2 separate regions of the Mus musculus genome follow, and region 2 is linked to region 1. Evidence: chromatin contacts called from public Micro-C data. All regions are on one chromosome and are shown on one strand. Each heading gives the region's core, a stretch centred on a gene start, on an enhancer-like site or on the middle of the called end of the contact. The rest is flanking DNA. Distances are from core to core; before and after follow the strand shown.

Region 1 (4,781 bases), core at 574-3,073:
ACACACACACACACACACACACACACACACACACACAGTCAGTCTTTTCATAGGGGCTACAGAGGTACCACAGCAGTTGAGTGCTTGCTGCTCTTGCAGAGGACCACCATGGAGGTCAACAACTGTCTGTCTGTAACTCCAGTTCCAGGGGACCCAATATCCTCTTCTGCTTTTCTCAGGTACCACATGCATGTGGTGCGAAGACACATGTGCAGGCAAGTCACACACACAGTAAAAACAATTAAGTCTTCAGGCTACCTTCTGTCTTCCCATCTTGTATAATCAAGTCCAAACTCGTGCCACCATATCCCACTCCCTCTGGTCCCTGAATTCTCTTCCACCTCTCCCTACTCCAGGCTTCCACCGATCTTTGCCAGTGTTGGGTACTGTCCAGAGAATAACCTACAATAGCTACACTTTTGGTTTTAAATGAACTTCTTAAGTGTACAGCAAGTGAAAGTAAAAGGATAAATAGCAAGTAGTAGACTGGTAGCCCCACTCCATCAAACTGCAAGGTCACAACATCCAGCAGAGATGACTAGAGTAGCTGATGGAGAGAGCTAACAAAGAAAGCATCCATTAAGTTAGAGATTTACAAATATGAAGCAGAAATCAACTGGGGAAGTTGGGGCAGCCAGCTGGAGTTCCTTTTTAAAAATATATTTTCAGTTAAAATATAATTCCATCATTTCCCCCTCGCCCCAGGCACACCATCCTTCAAAGTCCAAACCACTTCACTGTCCTTCCCCATTCAGGGTCTTTTCCTGGAATGTGCTTCTACCAAACGTCAGCCTGCTTCTCCTTCTCACTTCCCTCAAGCCTTTCCACTCAGGACCACCTGACTTAAAGACAAGCAGGCCGGCTCCAGCTTCTTCTCTGTTCCTCTTCTTTATAGTGTTAAGTACCACGTGGCATTTTCTCGTTTGTTTGCTGTATATGTTCTGTTCTCCACACTGGACTGTAACCCGCAGGAGGGCAGGGATTTTGCTGTCACTAATGTTTTGCTGTGTTAGAAACAAACCCTGTGTCTTTCACATGCTGGGAAAGAAATTTTCCCTATTAATTAATTCATTTATTTATTCACTTTACATTCGGATCACTGCCTCTGCCCCATCCTCCCTTGAGCCCTAGTTAGACCCAGAGTGCTCCATACAGGCCAGGCAAGCATTCTACCACTGGGTTACATCCCCATCCCAGATTCTGATTTTTTTTTTTTTTTATTCCGTGTTCAATTCCTCCGAGTATTAACTTTTTCCTTCAGGGTACATTGCCAATGAACAATTATAGGAAAATTCAATCAAAAAGTGAACGAGGACCAACTCTTTGTTTTTTTTTAAAGATTATTATTATTTATGTGTTTCGTTGTGGGAGTATGCGCATATGTTTGCAGAATGTACAAGGTCAGAAAGCCCTAGATCTGGATCCCCCAGAGTTGAAGTTACAGGCTGATGAGGGCTGCCAGGTGTGGGTGCTGGGTCCTGAACTTGGGTCTTCTGAAAGAGCCTCAAGCACTTTTAACCACCGAGTCATTTCTGTAACCCCACCTTCTGTGTTTATTGAACTCTTGATCCTCCTGCCTCCACCTCTCAAGTACTGAAATTGTTGACATGCGTTTGCTGGGAGACCCATAATTTGGGGGGAAAAAAAAAAAGAAAGAAAGAAAAGAAAAGAGGAAAGGCATGTGACAAGTGAATTGGCACCAAGGCGAGGGAAGGGTGTGTCGTGGGATTCACCATCAGGTGGCGATGTCGCCGGAGGGCGCTGGGAGTCTACGGGACCGCGCCGCTCTTTCCGTGCGCTTCCGCGCCTGCGCTGGGCCAGGCGTGGGGGGGGTAGGGCGAGTCATATGACCCGCTGGGCTTCCTGGCTCCGGCCGTCGCTGCCGCCAGCCTCTGTCTGCCCGCGTCGCGCCAGGGGCCCCGCCGAAGAGCCGTTGGCGGGTTCGGGGCCGATACCCGCTCGTGGGAAAGAGTGTCCGCTGTCGTCCGCGCCCGTCCACGCTCGCAGCCGGCCGCCGCCATGCTGGCGCTCATCTCCCGCCTGCTGGACTGGTTCCGTTCGCTCTTCTGGAAGGAGGAGATGGAACTGACGCTCGTGGGGCTGCAGTACTCCGGCAAGACCACCTTCGTCAATGTCATCGCGGTGAGCAGCCCTCTGCGGGCGGCCTGGCCGGCGTCTCGCGCCTGTCACCTCCCCGAAGGCCGGGCCGGGCGATCCTGCGTGTGTGGGCCTCGGAGTTGTAGCCGGAGGGTCGGCAGCAGGAGGGTCAATTCCACGTTGCGTTTTGGTGGTGGTGGTGGGGGCTGTGCCTTTAACACGGCCTGGAAAGGGTTAATCCGAGTCTGCCACACTTGCTGCCTTTCGGGCCGTAGAGGCTGAAGGGTTAATTCCAACCTGTCACTTGTTCACCCGGACGGGTGAGCCTGGCCTTTTCCAGAACGCCTGCGAAGGGGACGCCTCTCCTAAGTCTCCACTTGGGACGATGGAGTCGCATTGTGAAAGCAGGCAACCCGTGTGGGCGCTTCTGTGAATGCCAGGGGGAGCCTCGGCGCCTCCAGTTCGCTTGGTCTTTGTCACTTGTCCATGGAGCGTCGGAGAGCAAACTGATGACCTAGCTTACTGGGGGAAGCTGTTGGAGAGACCATTCAGATCCCAGTATTTTCTAAGACAGGGAGCAAGGGCGAGGCGAGTCTCGGTTTCTCCACAGCTGATTGTGTTAAACGGGTAGATAGATGGATCTGCATTCAACATAAAGTTTGCAGGCTTTGGTCTTTAGAGAGATTTTTTTTTTTCTTCCCTCTTGCAGAAGGAATTTGTTTGGATTGGGACGTAGCTTATGGAGGCTCAGGGAAGTTGCCTAGTAAATATAATGTGAATTCGGTGGGAGAGTGGTCGTTGAGTTTTGCGTCTTTGATTGGTTGGGAAAGGAATGGGCGTGAATGTCAGTCTTTGGAGCCAAGGAGTCATTGCACAGTTTTAGGGCTGTACTTAGAGGGTTGAGCTTTACAATTGTTCTGATGAGAAGTGGCGGCAGTTCCTAGACCTTCAAGAGGATTGTTGCAATCCTCACACAGGAGACAGCTGAGCTGCCCGACTGGTTTGGCTACACACTGCCCTGGGAAAACCTAGGTAACGTGTGACTCAGTCCCTGTAGTAATAGAGCAACAGGCGTCAGAGAGAGGAGCGGAGGCTCAAATCTCTTTCGAAGATGGCTGAATATATAAGTGTAAGGAAACTTTCCCGAACTTCATGTTAGGCTCTTTCTATGTTGCCTCTACCCCGACCCCAAGAGAACAAGGCAGAACAGACTTTAGACTCTTTCATACTAGAACTTTTCTACAGGCTTCAAGCTGTTCATTTTCTGTTACCCTAGATAAGAATTGGAGTTTCCTCGGGACTCCTGTCCCTTGGGCAAGATCGAAATGGTACACGTGGGTGTGTTGGGATGGCCAGTTGTATTTGCTGCGGAGGAGTTAATGCAAGGACCTGCACCAATGAGTAGGATTTAAGAGATGTACTGCTTACTCTCATGCCTGTATTATCACTGGGCAGTGTAGCTTGATATATATAACAAGCCTGAACTTTTATGCCATGCAGTTCTGGATTTGCAATCTGGATCTTAGCAGCCTTGGGTCTGGTTGAGTCGATTTCTGTTTTCTTGTCTATGAAGTGCAGATAACAATAGAGTCCTTAGCAGAGTTGCTCTGAGGTCTAACCAGGAGGAGGAGGGAAGTGTTAACATGTAGATGGCTGTACTACCCAAAGCAGGCACAAGGAGATACGTTGAGAAAGGACTGAGCCGGGCTCATTTCCTTTGACTCTCAGGCCAGTGTTGTCTACGGTTGCAGATTTATGGCTTGTGGGAAGGAAGCACCTTCAACCCCCCTTCCTTTTGAGTTAGATTCTTTGTAACAACTATCCAATCTCAGCAGTGCTGTCGACCTCCTGCTATCAATATTACACTATTCTTTATGAATTATGGTGGTGTAGGTGAGCTGTTAAAGATCACCCAAAAAAAGAGAGGCCATGTTTAACTTACTTTAGCCATTACAGATTCTGTATATATCATAAAACTTTACACTACCCCCCCCCCATACACACATACATAATTATGGTCTGTCAATTAAAAATGTTAACGTCCAAGACTTGGTGATGCTTACCCGTAATTCCAGCATTAAGGAGGCGAGGCAGGATGATGCTTCCAAGTTTGAGGGTCTGCCTGATGTTGTACACCTACATAACAAGTACCAGACCTGGCAGGGCTACACCGTAAGGAACCCCACCCAACACACCCGGAATAAAAATAATTTCGGGAAAGAAGAAAAAAGGCTGGACTGTAAGTACTCGATGGGGGTTTAAAATGCTGAGAAAGAGGCTGACTCCTTAGACACTACCAGCTTATCTTGTTTCTCTCTTTCATCTAGTCTTTGTTCTTTTGAGACAGAGTTTCACTCTGTGGTCCTCTGACCTTGAACTCACTAGGTAGTCCCAGTTGGCAAACAAGTAGAGATCCTCCCACTAGACTCTCCCAGGTAGATGTCCCTGCATATTCCTAAACATTGGAGGACGATTTAATGAATTGACGTCAGCTAGTTTACATTGGGAAACTTAATTTCTTTTCTGTGGTCCAATCCTAATATGTTGGACTGTTCAAGAACAAAGATACTCAGTTTCTCTTATGCTTTTCAACCTGAAATGGCACCTTGTGTATTAACAGACATGAAGTGCAGAGTATTGTCCTTTGTTCTGAATGTTATTGAAGGAAACACCTCTAGACTTTA
Region 2 (4,781 bases), core at 982-3,481, 3.7 Mb after region 1:
AAAAATTCCCACTTTAGCCTTGTACCTCACACAGCTCTCCGGCTGTGGCTGGTCATTTCCTGGTTCAGGACGCCTCAGATTGAGCTGTCAACTCTGGCCAAATTTGCTATGCGACCCAGGAGAAATGATCTTTTTAAGGCCTTTGTAATGTGTGACCAGAGACCACACAATGGACAGAGTCCTCATAGCAATCTTTGCCTCATAGCCACTTACAGGCTATCAGTAAATACCGAGTGACAGGTGACCTGGCCACTGTGGAGCAAGGCAAGACGGCTCAGTGAATCCAGGCATCTGTGGTTTCCAGAAGGGAACAGAGGAGAGCAGTGAAACTCAGGTCCCCTGCACTGAGAACCTAGCTACCCCAGCGGAGGGATTTGCTGTTGGGAACAGCGGTGATTATATCCATAATACAATTTTGCACCGTCTAGGGTTAGAACAGACAAGTCCTTTCTGGCTGGTCTGTGAGGGAGACCAGGTCCTCCTACCCTTTTCCCCAGCTCTCTGGTTCCCCAGCCTCCTCCTCCTTCCTCAGCCCCCACTGGCTTCTAATGCATGCAGGCCACCATCCTATCCTACAACCTCGCTGGTCCTCCAGGGAGGATGGCTCTTTCTTCCTGCATCACAATCACACAGCCTCCCGATCAAAGCTGACCACTGTCCCCTTGGCTCCCTCCCTTGTCACCCCAGACCTATCTCTGTCCTCTAACCTACTCACCTCTCCTTTACTTCTGCCACACGAGACACTCTGGAATTGTCTTGACCTCTCCAGCGGTCCCTTAGAAGACCTATTCAGCTTTCACTGGACACCCAGTCAGCTTTCACGGGACCAACTGTTCTTTTCTTAGGTTGACCCTATCCAATCCGGACTTTCTGTGCTCAGGCTGACTTAAACTCATAAATTAAACTCAAAGTAGAGAAAGCCTGAGCCTGTGGTCAGGATGAAAACCCACTTCCATTCTGTCTCTCTGTAGGAAAGACAGTCGCCTGCCTCAGTTTCCCCCTCCTCAATAAGAATTTTCACACTGAAAGTTGCCCCAGGCCTGCACTGGAGTTCTTGCCTGCCTTCTGGCAAGAGTTTGCACTCTCGTGGGTATTTCTATGCTGTAGTCCTGGAGACACAGAGAAGTGACCTCCTCAAAGTCCAGAGACTGATGGACCTCGGGAGTGGAGTGCCACCAGAGACTGATGATGATGTGGAACCAGAAAGACCCTAGAACCCTGGGAGTCCAGAGATAGTGGAAGTAGGGCCTGGCCCTGCCACCCTCTTCCTCTCCACCCTCACTACCTTCTTTGGGCGCATTGACGTCCCAGACGCTCCACATCTGCACGAAGAAGAAAGGCGTCCAGCACACGATGAAGGCCAGAACAATGATGAAGGTCATCTTCACTGTGCGGATTTTGGCCTTGGAGATAAGCTTGACACTACTGACCCGTGCCAACGCCGCACGGCCAGCTCCACCGGCTGCGTCACTCCCCTCGGCAGCTGCCGCCGCGGCTGCCGTCTTGAGTCGCAGATTCTGCCAGATCTTGAAGCTGATGAGACCATAGCAGGCGGCCAGCACGATGACCGGTACAATGTAGACGGCGAGCGTGATCCACGTGACGTAGGCCTTGGGTCCCCAGGGCTGGATGAAGACCGCCCAGCAATCGAAGACGCCGTCCGCCACTTCGCGCAGCGAGAAAATGTGCACCTGCGGCACGCTGGCCACCAGGCAGCCGAGCCACGTCGCCAGCACCGCCAGGCGGTCGGTTCGGCGGCGCAGTGAGCGCAGCGGCTGGCAGATGGCCAGGCAGCGGTCGAGCGACATCAGCAACAGCAGGTAGGTGGAGGCGAACATGCCCACCACCTGCAAGTATTTGACCAGACGACACAGCAGGTCGGGCCCGTAGAAGCGGAAGGTGATGTCCCACAGCAGCTGCGGGAGAACCTGGAACACGGCCACCACCAGGTCGGCGATGCTCAGGTGCTTCATGAAAAAGAAGAGGCGCGAGTGCTTGTGGCGCGTCGTACGCAGCGCCAGCAGCACGCACGCGTTGCCACTCAGAGCCAGGAACAGTATGAGACACAGGACCGCCACCTCCACGCGCGCCAGGGCCTCGTTGCGTCGTGGCGGCCCGGCCGTGAGGTTACCCTCCGCCCCTGGTGGCACTCCACTCCCGAGGTCCAACTCGATACTCCAGTTGGCTGCGGGCGTGCCCTCCATGACCAACCGCGACCGCGACCGCGACCCTGAGGGAGCACCCGGCCTTGAGGCTCTTTAAAGTGTGGCACGTGGGGCGGGGCCCGGCGCTCAGTCCAGGTGTCTATGGGAGCACTCTGGCACTGACCTGCCTGTCCTCTCCCTGAAACAAACCAGGAGAACCGTGACAAGACCGTTGCGCTTCACTTAGGACCCGCGAGTGGGGCGTGTGTGTCCCCTCCCTGGGAATTTGAAGTTACCTGAGTCTCAGTGCACCAGCCCAGCCTTGGAGCTGCGCAGTGGTGGTGACTTCTCGGTGGTGACCGTAGGAATCCTAGTTTGAGGTACCTCCTTTGAGCTTCTGCAGATGCCCCTGCGCTTAGGTCCCAGGAAAGAGTCAGCCGCTCTGCCTGCAGAGAGGAAGCTTGCGATTAACCACTCTGCCCAAGAACAAGGACACACACCCCCAGCAGCCTCTCCCCACAGAGAACCCCCAAACCTACACCTCTCCTGTCAGGACACAGCACAGCCACGCCCTAAGGGATCCCCGAAGCCAGCCCCCGTAGTAAAAAGCTTTACTACGGGTACATCTTCCTGGGGTCCCCCCAAAAGCCCATCCTTCTTCACCTCCTGCTTCCAAGACTCAGCCCCAGCTCCCACAACTTCCCAACGCCGCTTGCTTCCGGAGGGACTCCCGCCTGCGAGCATAGTGCCCCCTCCTTACCTCCCACCCACCCCCACCCCCACCCCCACCCCCGCGCAACGCAAGGCTGCTATGCCAAAGACCCCAGAGGACGCCTTTCACAGAATCCCCAGCCCAGGAGCCCCGACAGTCAGGGGCTTTGCACCTTCGTCCAAGCTGTCACTTTTCAGTCTCTCTCGGTACACCCTGAGCACCTCCCGGAACCAGAGACGTGAAACGCGCCAGATCCTTCCCTCCGAACCTGAGGGTCCTACAGGTAGGTCCTAGGCATCCTGTCGCCACAGTGCGCAGGACCCAGCCACTTGAAGCGAGACTGCAGGTTAGCCCAAAGTTGCCTTGCCACCGGGGAAGTTGCACCACAGTGGATGGCCTCAGAGATGCATGGATTCTCCGCCCAGATTGGGAAAGCTGCTGGCGCCACCCTCCGTGCCACCAGGGGTAGAGATCTCGGCGTCTTTGCAAACTCCTACCTAGCCTGCGGCTTTGCTGGTGGCTGGATGCCTTAGGAAGGCAAGGGGAGAGCGCCAGCCAGGCTGTGAGCTGACCGAGTCAGCGCGCGGCGCTGTCTGAAGCTTTTCCACAACGGGAACCCTGAGCTGCGGCACCACATATGTCCGCTAGGGGGCAGAGCAAACCGGCCGCGGCGATCCCAGTGATCCGGGTCAGCTAACCCGGTAGTCGCTCAGATTTATTTCATAGTAGCTTAAAATTCCCAAACAACCCACCTAGCTCCTTCCTCTCTCGGTTTAGCTCTTGACGTTCTCAGAGATATAGGAACCTTGGAAAGTGACATTTGTTTTTCCCTGAGTAAATTGTAATAAAGACGCATTTCTTCGCCTTTTCGGTTTTTTTTTTTCCTTTACATCTTTTTAAAGAGAGCTCAGCTTAAGTTCTGTCTTTGGACTCGCTTTGCTCACATTCGCTTTAAGAAGAAATGGGAGATGTCTGCCCCTCCCACCAGCCTTGAGAGAAATCTTTATTTTAGGCTCTTTATGATGGAAATCTCTCTCTCTCTGTCTCTCTGACTCTCTCTGTCTCTCTGTCTCTCTCTCCCTCTCTCTCTCTCTCTCTCTCTCTCTCTCTCTCACACACACACACACACACACACACAAACACACACACACACACACACCCTGTATCCCCGCCCCACCCCCAGTCCGTCTGTCTGCGTATAAGGTTATTCTGCTTCTCAGTGGGCCAAAGGCCACCTCTGCCTTCTTACCATGCTTCAAAATTAAAATCCTAGCTGGCGCCAGAGCAAGATTAAATGTGAAGGGCTGCCTCTCCACCGCGTGGTCCTTTCCTATTTTGAAATCACTTTTTGAACTGATTTACAATGACCGAGGACCAAAAGGAACAGAAAGGGCCAAGGCTGGGGAATGAACAGGGCTCTCTAACGTGATTAGATGCATGTTTTATCCTGACATGTTATTTCTCCCTCTTCTAATTATGTGGAGAGACTTAAGTGATCCTAGACCAGTGGTTCCCGAATCTGCAATTATAGCACTGTGCCAAGATCTCCTAGGGGCAGAGTCTTCCAGGACCCTGCTCCAAGGTTCTACACTCTCCATGCCAAGGAGGCTTCGGGATTCCCTGGGCATTAGTTAATGGTGAGAGGCAAAGGCTATCATCTTCTCACTCTGGAGTTGTATCACAGTATTACCATTAGTATCTGTCACACACATGACAGCCTAAGGTTACAAAACACTCAGGTCAGGAGTGACCTAACCTGAGGCCCCAGGCTTCCCATCTGTAAAATAAGGGGGGTGGTCCTCCTATCATTCTGGTTTTCTTTCTGTGTATGTGTGGGGGCAGGGAGGCATATGCTGTGTCCCACATGGGGAGGCCACGCCACAGGCTCAAGGGTGAGTCTTAAATTTCTGCCTTGTTTGAGACAG

What was found. Hi-C and Micro-C count contacts between places; a contact is called where the count stands out from the background.
Region 2: a contact with region 1 is called in a Micro-C map of embryonic stem cells, with 5 times the contacts expected there. The contact joins the promoter of Oxtr here to the promoter of Arl8b in region 1. A contact is called at or near these places in 1 of 39 promoter capture datasets (cranial neural crest) and 1 of 484 Hi-C or Micro-C datasets (embryonic stem cells).

What each region holds. Positions count from the first base shown.
Region 1 is chr6:108,781,236-108,786,016 of GRCm38.p6, forward strand. It overlaps Arl8b (ADP-ribosylation factor-like 8B), which reads left to right and starts at 1,824. Exons shown (of 7, transcript NM_026011.3): 1 at 1,824-2,142. The coding sequence starts at 2,020.
Region 2 is chr6:112,487,594-112,492,374 of GRCm38.p6, forward strand. It overlaps Oxtr (oxytocin receptor), which reads right to left and starts at 2,232. Exons shown (of 2, transcript NM_001081147.2): 1 at 1,286-2,232. The coding sequence starts at 2,204.